3 separate regions of the Zea mays genome follow, and all the other regions are linked to region 3. Evidence: chromatin contacts called from public Hi-C data. All regions are on one chromosome and are shown on one strand. The core of a region is the stretch at or near the end of the contact, and the rest is flanking DNA. Distances in the headings are between cores, read along the strand shown. Region 1 holds the start of LOC100274231 (putative protein kinase superfamily protein). Region 2 holds the start of LOC100273529. Region 3 holds the start of LOC100277295.

Region 1 (2,700 bases), core at 192-2,691, 400 kb before region 3:
CTGGTTTTAGATTAGGAAGACTCAGGGCCATCCCCGATGGGTGCGGAGAGTGTGGTCGTATTGGGCTCCAAAAACAGTGGCCCCTGCCATTGGACGATAGTATTTTCGCGTAAATTATATATGTGCCTTAGACACAAATACATAAAAAGTGATGCACTACCCTCCTGTGTCGTTTAGATTGTTAAACTAATGTCTTAATTACTCATTGAGTATTATTTACTATACACTTGACGATTGCATTGACAGAGAGAAGCTTTTTAAAATTGAAATAATTGAGGAACTATTTAAGGTCAACAATGACTCAAGAGAGTTTAAATGGTTTGGCGATTCTACGTATCGTGAAGAAGTTGTTGGATGAGATTGATCTCAATGGTATAATCGACAACTTTATATCACAAAGTGTTAGAAGATATTTTAAACGTGATATCGAGTAACATTGAAGTGTTTATGACTATATTTTACATTTGTCACCTTATAAACTTTAAAACATTGCACAATAGTGTTTTATATGTTGAATATTCAATAATATGTGTATAATTTTATATATAAATAAATAATATATATATACATATATAAATATACGAATGGATGGGCTTCCATACACTCCAGGCCTCAAAAATATCAGGAATGGCCCTAGAAAAACTAGTTTTTTTGGATTTTAAAAAACTAAAAATCAATCATAAACTGATATGTTTGGAATCACTATAGTTTATATAAACTAGTTTTTTAAAAATTATGCACTTTCAAATAGGTCCTAAGGGTTTGCGTAAATTTTCTACTCTAAATTTTAGAGCTAAAGCTCTAATTAAATAGCCTAAAACTAGTTCTAAATTTTAGCCTATCTCGTATTAGAGTTTTAGGACTAAAAAAGTTAAATATTAAAAAAAATAAAACTCTAAAGTTTATACGACAAGATCTAAATGGGCCCTAAGAAATAACAGTAGTGTGATAAACAGGCTCCAATGTGATACGAAGTTGGAGTCGCCATTCTCTGCTCGTTAGTCGTTACTACTGGATCTTTTGATCCTAACCGCTTGAAACGAAGACCTTTGGACCAAAGGTTGAAAGAAAAACAAAATGTCACGATAATTTTCCGTTGACCAAACTTATGGTGCCGGGTGGACGTGGCCGCACACTGGACTCGCGGGCCGCACACCAGCGCAGCGCAGCGCAGTGCACCTCATCCTTGCCTTGCCGTCCGCGACTCCCACGATCAGCGACGGCCTCCCCACCACGGCACCATCCCAGCCTGCCTGTTGCCGGGGCGCGGACGAAACCGCTCGGCGGGGTTCAATTTCCGGGCCACACCGGTTGTGCTTGTGCGCTGGGACCGCCGCCTTGGTAGGACCGTAGGAGTACTACTTGCGTTCGCTGGTCGCCGGTTTTGGCGCTAGACTAGAAAAACGTGGACTTCCACCTGGTGGTGGTGGGTGGCTGCGTACTGCGGGCCGCTGCCGATCGAGTAAAAAAAAAACGCCGGGCATCGGCCGCCTCCTACCCCCAACCCCCTCCACCCTGTCCTCGGACAGGCGGCGTCGGTGCGCCGGCGGTGCCAGCGCGGAGGCGGAACACCCAGACAGCCCGGACCTTCAGCTGTCTGCTTCTGCGTCTGGCTTGCGGGAGCGATCCCGTCTTCTGTCGACCAGGTTCTTGCCCGATTCTTGCCTACTTCGGGGAGCAGTACTGCGCATCGAATCCGGCTATTTTCATGCGTTTCCTCAAGATTCTTGCTCGTTTCGTCCTCGATTTCGCCCCCCTTTTCAGTTTCTGTAGCGTGTTGCGAACGAGCGGAGTTCGTCTATCGACAGTTCGACGCGCTAAAGTAAAAAAGTTTTTTACAGTTTTTATTTACTAATAACAACTTCGCACCCTCTGCGCAGTCGTGGACTCAAACTAGAGCTGGCTTCGCCATAGACTTCTGGAGGAGGCAACGGGATTGGGAATTGGAACATGGGGAGTTCGGTCGGCTGCTTGGGAGGCGGCTCCAAGTCGAGGCAAGATCAGAATGGTCAGGTCGTCGCGGGTTCGTCTCCCCGTTCAGGTACATCCGTTTTGGGAGCACATGATTGGAGGGGGAGACCACTGCTCAATAGTGTCGTTACTTAACCATTTCATCTTCGAATTGCAGTGCATTTGTGCTTGTGTCGCTTTACATTGAAAGTGTGGACAACATTGTAATTTCCTTTTCTTTTTTAGCCACACGTTGATGCAGGGCATAGTAGCAACTGGTACACCCAACATACCAAAATATTGATAATCTATGCTTCATGAGTATAATCATGATAACGAAAATTATTCATCAGGGTATCAAACATGGCCTCAAGACAAAACTGTCTCTCAGTGTTGTTATGTATTTTTTTTCTTGTAATCCATGCATTGCTGCACGCAAGTGAGGCTTCAATGAGATGCAAACCATAGCCAGTAGCACTAGACCTCTAGGAGTAGCAAGCAGACATTACTTTTTAGTAGCCATTTCCTGTATTAGTGATCCTATTGTCCTGACAGAAACTATACCATGACTTAGACATTAGGAATATGATGAGAGCAATAGACTTTTGTACACCACTTGCACAAAGATAAACCTATATTTTTATTTCTGTCGGCCAAACAAACATATAAAGATGTTTACTATAAGTGATCATTCATTATCGAAGATTTTAGTCCTAATAACTATATATCATTGACCAAAGTGACTGCCAT
Region 2 (2,700 bases), core at 74-2,573, 320 kb before region 3:
CATAAAAAAATATTAGTCAAACCTTTCCTTAAGCTAGTAGTCAGTACATGTTGAGACATGGTTATCCATACTGTACACTTGGAAGACCTTATGATCAATGCAATGCTCAGAATCGAACAATGTCTTCTAAACCACTCCACGCTAGAAATATTATTTAACTTGTGGAATGTTCGTGGAAATATTTCATAGTGAAATCCACAAGGACAAGATCACACACACCTCAGTTTTGGGCAAAATGTTAAAATTTCCTCAAAAAACTCAAGTAGCAAAAGTAACCATCTTTTCAAAGTACATTAATATTCAACAATGTCTGCTAAATTTCCAGTGTTTCCCAAATAGGGTCGTTTGATTCTTAGGCTTCAGTTTATATTGTACTACTGCTCCCAGTTTAGTTATAACTAAACAATGACGTGTTAAGGACAGCTATGAAGTGTGATCTATAGAGTATTTCTAACGTGTGCATCTACATGTGGGCACTACATGTGTACCTTTGCTAAAGCCTCCTGCTCAGCACGCCTTGTTAGTGAGTCAAAGGATTCTGAGAGCAGGCCTGCGGAAACACATGCAACGTGAACAAACAGACCAAACGCATCCTGAATCTTGAGAGAAATAATTACTGCAAGAGCGAGCAAATCACTCAGTAACTAACCCTTGTGATTGCTGTTTGGGTTGGAGAACTGAACCCCTTGCCTAGTTCCGCTAATTCCTCGACCGACCAACCCCTCCATTGCAAGCTTGGCATAAACTCTCTCACCATTGGGAGCAGTTACGGGCACAGAGTCTCCATGGATCTCCGACGCGAACCGCGAGATTGTCTTCTCGGCGACGACAATCTCAGGGGCGGGAGGCGGCGAGTAGCGCAGCCAATCCTCGTCCTCCTGCTCAACGTTTCTCCGCTTGCTCCTCTCCTCTTCCTCATCCTGCTCCGGCGGTGGCGGTGGCGGAGGCCGCTTCAAACCGCCCGGCGCTTCATCTTCGCACGCGTTTGACCAATTTCGTTAGCAATAGAAACAAACGAGGGCTAGGTTCTAATATACAAGGAAAGGGGTGCATTGCATACTTGCTCTTGGCGCGGCGGACTCCTGCGGCTGCGGGGAATTGCACGGTTGATCCGAATCGCCGGGGGCCAGGACGAAGCCCTCGTCGGGGTCGTCGAAGTAGGCGTCCTCTTCCTCAGGGACTAGGCCGTGGCTCTCCATCCACTCGAGCTCGTCGGGATCTGGCATCTCCATGTCCATGTCCATCGCCGACCCGCCGGCGCAGCGGTAGCCTGGCGGCGGCGGAGACGCGAAGAGTCGATGGCGGGAAGTGGCCGAAATGGAGTGGGTGTTGCCGCCTTCTCCCTAGTCTGTGTTTATGGCGGTTGGCGGACCGCGCGGTATGAATCAGCCCAACATGAACTTTTCAGCCCATGTACAAACTCTTGTTCATTATTACTATTTCTATAAAATAAACAGTCTTTTAAGATTAGTAGTTTGTAACTTTTTGAAGTCAGAGTTATTTAACACTGTTATGTGACTATATGTTGCTACATTAAATTGCAAGTATTGTACTTATATAAATTTTTTGTGAGACCCAATACACACAGAATTACTCATAGCGAAGTTTAAAATATGAGATATGGAATAGGATAGCTACGGACCTGCTAGCGAGATTTCGTAGATCACCCTGTAGGACTGTCTTCAGCGGTTCCCCCTAAATTTGTCCCCCTATATCCCACTCACGTGCCACGTCAGCAATCTCTCTCCCCCTATATCTCCACGCTCTACAGCGGTTCCCCCTATAACAATCCTCTATACCCCGCCACACCAATATTATATACTTTCCTCATCAACTAACTCAACTACCATGAAATCTTAAAATTATTTTTATTTATTATTTGCATAGTACACGGGCGAATTTTGGTCCACATGTAATTAGCGAACTTAATAATTAGTATTAATACGTTAGTATAAATACGGTACGATTTTATGTTTTTTAGAAATACAAATTCTCATTCTTCTAGTACACGACACGAGTGGCTTGCACGACACGACTGGCTTCTACCGGAAGCCACGACCGTCTGGCTTCCTTCACACACCTAGGGCACCTATAAATAAGGTACCCTGGGGACATGCTCCACTCATCTACACACTCACCTCTTCTATATCATCCGCCATTCCATAAGAAGTCCGTAGTACGTACTCGTAGTTTAGGTCGTCATGGAGTCATTGAAAAGCCTTGTGTTGTCCTCGTCATCCGACGATTCCGACGATGAGATCGATACTTTGTTGCTTGCCCAACATGTTGAGCACATTGTACTAGGAGACACGAGCACGCGGCGTAGGCGCTCCTCATTGCCTCGCCGAGTTATCCATAGGGACCACGCTGCTGGAGAAAATCTCATCAAACATCACTACTTCGGACCTAATCCTGTGTATCCATCACATGTCTTTCGTCGAAGGTACATTTCGTAAGTTATGATTTTACTTTCATTTCTAGGTTTGTTTTGTTAATTTTTTGCTTTATTTTCGTTTATAGGTTTCGGATGCATCGTCCTTTGTTCCTACGTATCCTTCGTGCCGTTCAGCGAGAAGACGAATACTTCACTATTCGTTGTGATGCAGCAGGTTTAGCAGGGCTTGGTCCATTGCAAAAAGTTTGTGCTGCATTGCGTATCCTTGCGTACGGGTTACCAACCGATGCGGTAGATGAGTACAT
Region 3 (2,700 bases), core at 43-2,542:
TAAGGTTGACGATTTTTTTGTGTGTGCTCAGGTGAAGAAAAGGAGGCCTGGAAGGGATGGAAAGATGGCAGGTCTGGTTCCTGTTCTGTATGTGAGTTCATGATAACAGCCGTGTGTATCGTTTCCCACACTTGTGGAAGCTGTTTGGAGTTCATGGGCTTAACAAAAAGGCACACTGGAATGCTCCCGAGAGATCTTCGCATAAACTCGTGCCCGTCGTATAGGCACGTGGCCTTGTGGAAGCAGGTCATATCCAGTCATCTTGGGGTTCGTATGATGCTGCAGTGCTGTTCCTGGGAAAGATTTACGTGTTGATTTGTCTGGACCCACACCACTAGTCATTCAATTGATTGTTTTTTGTTGCTAAGGTGGAGACTCTTCAGAGGTTAAACCGTTCATCTGTGCCATTTTGCTGCCGTCTGTGTTCAAGAAGGCAATTTCGTCGTCTCCAGTTCGTGTTGTGCGATATATATTCTAGTAAAATTGTAGAGGCATCATTTCCCCGGCATATATTATTTTGGTCGTGTATGGTGTGATTCTGGTGGTAAAATAGTGTCATTAATGTTGTGTATATTTGTTTCCGGGTGGATTACAGAGTATATAACTATAAGGGGGTGTTTGGTTTAAGAAATCACTACATCCAAATTGAGGTGGTGCATCATGTGTTCATTCCTCAAATTTGGTAGGATGACCCTATTCCTCATATTAGTACTAACTAACTAATTATGACGAATGAGGTGGTGATGATCAACTTATTCCATTTCACAAACCAAACAAAAATAGTGAGGAGTGAGAAGATGATGGACTAGTTCATTCCTCAAACCAAACATCCTATAAAGCCGTAGTTTTGTTTAGGATCATCAGGCTAAAGCTTGGTACCGAAGTCCGGCACAGCACCAAATACAATTTAGGCTGTTTGCTTTAGATTAAAGTTAGCCACTGATGCAGCTGTTACAGCTGCAATCTATAGATTCTTTTGAGACAAAAGTCGGTATGGATTAATGCTAAAACCTTGGCTTGTCTGGTCTGGTCGTCTATTTGGTCTATGGCGGGGGGCTGTTAGCGGCTGCTGCTTTTCCAGTTCGCGCTACCATCGGTAGATGTAGAAAAACGTGATTGGATCAAAAGTTATTCTGAAAATATGGTCTTGGAATTGCGCTAACTATTGTTGCCATGCTCCTGGCCATTTACCGATTTGCTGATTTGCCTTAGGAAATGTCGCCCGGTCGGTCGGTTCCGTGTCTCCTCGACGGCGTTCCTGATAGCAGCTTTCAACGGGCATTGCACAAGGCGGGGCATTTCTTGTATCGCCTGCCTCCAGGCTCCAGCATGCTCTCTTTCTGCTGAGCTCCCCGGACCCCGATCGCGACTGCATCAGAGTAGGGATAAAGGAGAGAGAGAGCCAGTGATTGCGCAGTGGGCACCAACGCAACGCACCGTTGCCTGTGAAGCAGCGCAGCGCGGAGCGGAAGGGTCCAGCGACCGCGACTGATGGGGAGGAGCGGCGGCGAGACCGCGGGGAAGCGGCAGCAGTTCGGGAGCATGGAGGAGTTCTGGGGCTTCTACCTGAGCCAGCACTCCAAGCCGGGCACGCGGCGGTGGCACTTCCTCGGCACGCTGGCCTCGCTCGCCTGCGCGGTGCTCGCGGCCGCCACTGGCCGCGCCGCGGTCCTCCTCGCGGGCCCCATTCTCGGGTACGGCATGGCGTGGTACAGCCACTTCTTCTTGGAGGGCAACCGCCCCGCCACGTTCGGTCACCCCGTGTGGTCCTTCCTCTGCGACCTCCGCATGTTCCTGCTCATCCTCACCGGCCGTATCGACGCCGAGCTCGCACGCCTCCGCGTCCGGCCGACGGCCGAGTCCACCGACGCCGCGGCGGCCTCTGCGCACCATGACTGATCCGTATCCTCCATGCTCGTCTGTCTTGCTTGCCTACCCGGCTACCCGTAGCGAGTTTGAAGTGAAGGCCTAAATCAATCGATCACCAGCAGGCAGTTCGTAGGTGTTTCTTGGTAATATCTGTATCAACAACCATTTCAACTTGTATCTCTAATCTCTATATAATAAATACCATGTTCTTGCTCTAATCTTTATCACCCCACCTCTTTCTGTCTGGTGTGGTTGAAAGGCAATTTCGAAACGACATAGAATTTTCGCTTAGTTTATTTTGAAGGTCCGATTGTTTCTAGAGCCTTAGGATCAGAAACAGAGTAATTGATTGACTGCTGAACCACGATTAGAACTTTATTCCTTGCCATTTACAGCCAGAACACAGAGGTCTAACTCGTAGCACGCTTAATTTGTTCCATGTAAGAATCACAAGAATCTCGACGCAGAACAGTAAAGATACGGTGGACAACCAGTGTGGTTCCTTATTCTAATGGTAATGGTGGAAAGCACCCGTCTGAATTCTCATGGCTGGAGATATACAGTCCCTCAGCTGTCGCTTCTGCTTGGCTTGTCTGACGCCGGGTACACCTGAAAGGAAGCAACAGCAACTTGCTTAACGATGCGTTCGTGAGTAGAGACGCCGATTGGAGCCGACCCTGCACCTGCATAGGATAAACTGGACTGTGCTCACCCAGTCTTACCGTGTTAGCTGACGGGATCCACTCGTTGGTAGCAGGGTTTCCCCTGCAAGAAGCATGTCGCTCCTCTGCATTGGGATCTTCAGACAGTTTGAAGGGGGCGCCTTTAGCT

The links. Hi-C and Micro-C count contacts between places; a contact is called where the count stands out from the background.
Region 1: a contact with region 3 is called in a Hi-C map of endosperm, with 2.0 times the contacts expected there. The contact joins the promoter of LOC100274231 here to the promoter of LOC100277295 in region 3. A contact is called at or near these places in 2 of 25 Hi-C or Micro-C datasets (endosperm and leaf).
Region 2: a contact with region 3 is called in a Hi-C map of tassel, with 1.9 times the contacts expected there. The contact joins the promoter of LOC100273529 here to the promoter of LOC100277295 in region 3. A contact is called at or near these places in 3 of 25 Hi-C or Micro-C datasets (ear, leaf and tassel).

What each region holds. Positions count from the first base shown.
Region 1 is chr1:38,091,882-38,094,581 of Zm-B73-REFERENCE-NAM-5.0, forward strand. LOC100274231 (putative protein kinase superfamily protein) reads left to right here and starts at 1,442. Exons shown (of 7, transcript NM_001148602.1): 1 at 1,442-1,646; 2 at 1,881-2,041. The coding sequence starts at 1,951.
Region 2 is chr1:38,175,590-38,178,289 of Zm-B73-REFERENCE-NAM-5.0, forward strand. LOC100273529 reads right to left here and starts at 1,324. Exons shown (of 24, transcript NM_001352341.1): 1 at 1,061-1,324; 2 at 650-973; 3 at 489-550. The coding sequence starts at 1,244. LOC103634151 reads left to right here and starts at 2,162. Exons shown (of 2, transcript XM_008655747.3): 1 at 2,162-2,443; 2 at 2,521-2,700. The coding sequence starts at 2,202.
Region 3 is chr1:38,491,151-38,493,850 of Zm-B73-REFERENCE-NAM-5.0, forward strand. It overlaps LOC100277295, which reads left to right and starts at 1,293. Exons shown (of 1, transcript NM_001360554.1): 1 at 1,293-2,098. The coding sequence starts at 1,492. The coding sequence ends at 1,899. LOC100274171 (SH3 domain-containing protein) reads left to right here. Exons shown (of 25, transcript NM_001360553.1): 25 at 32-625. The coding sequence ends at 103. It overlaps LOC100275298, which reads right to left. Exons shown (of 4, transcript NM_001149413.1): 3 at 2,592-2,700; 4 at 2,221-2,478. The coding sequence ends at 2,437.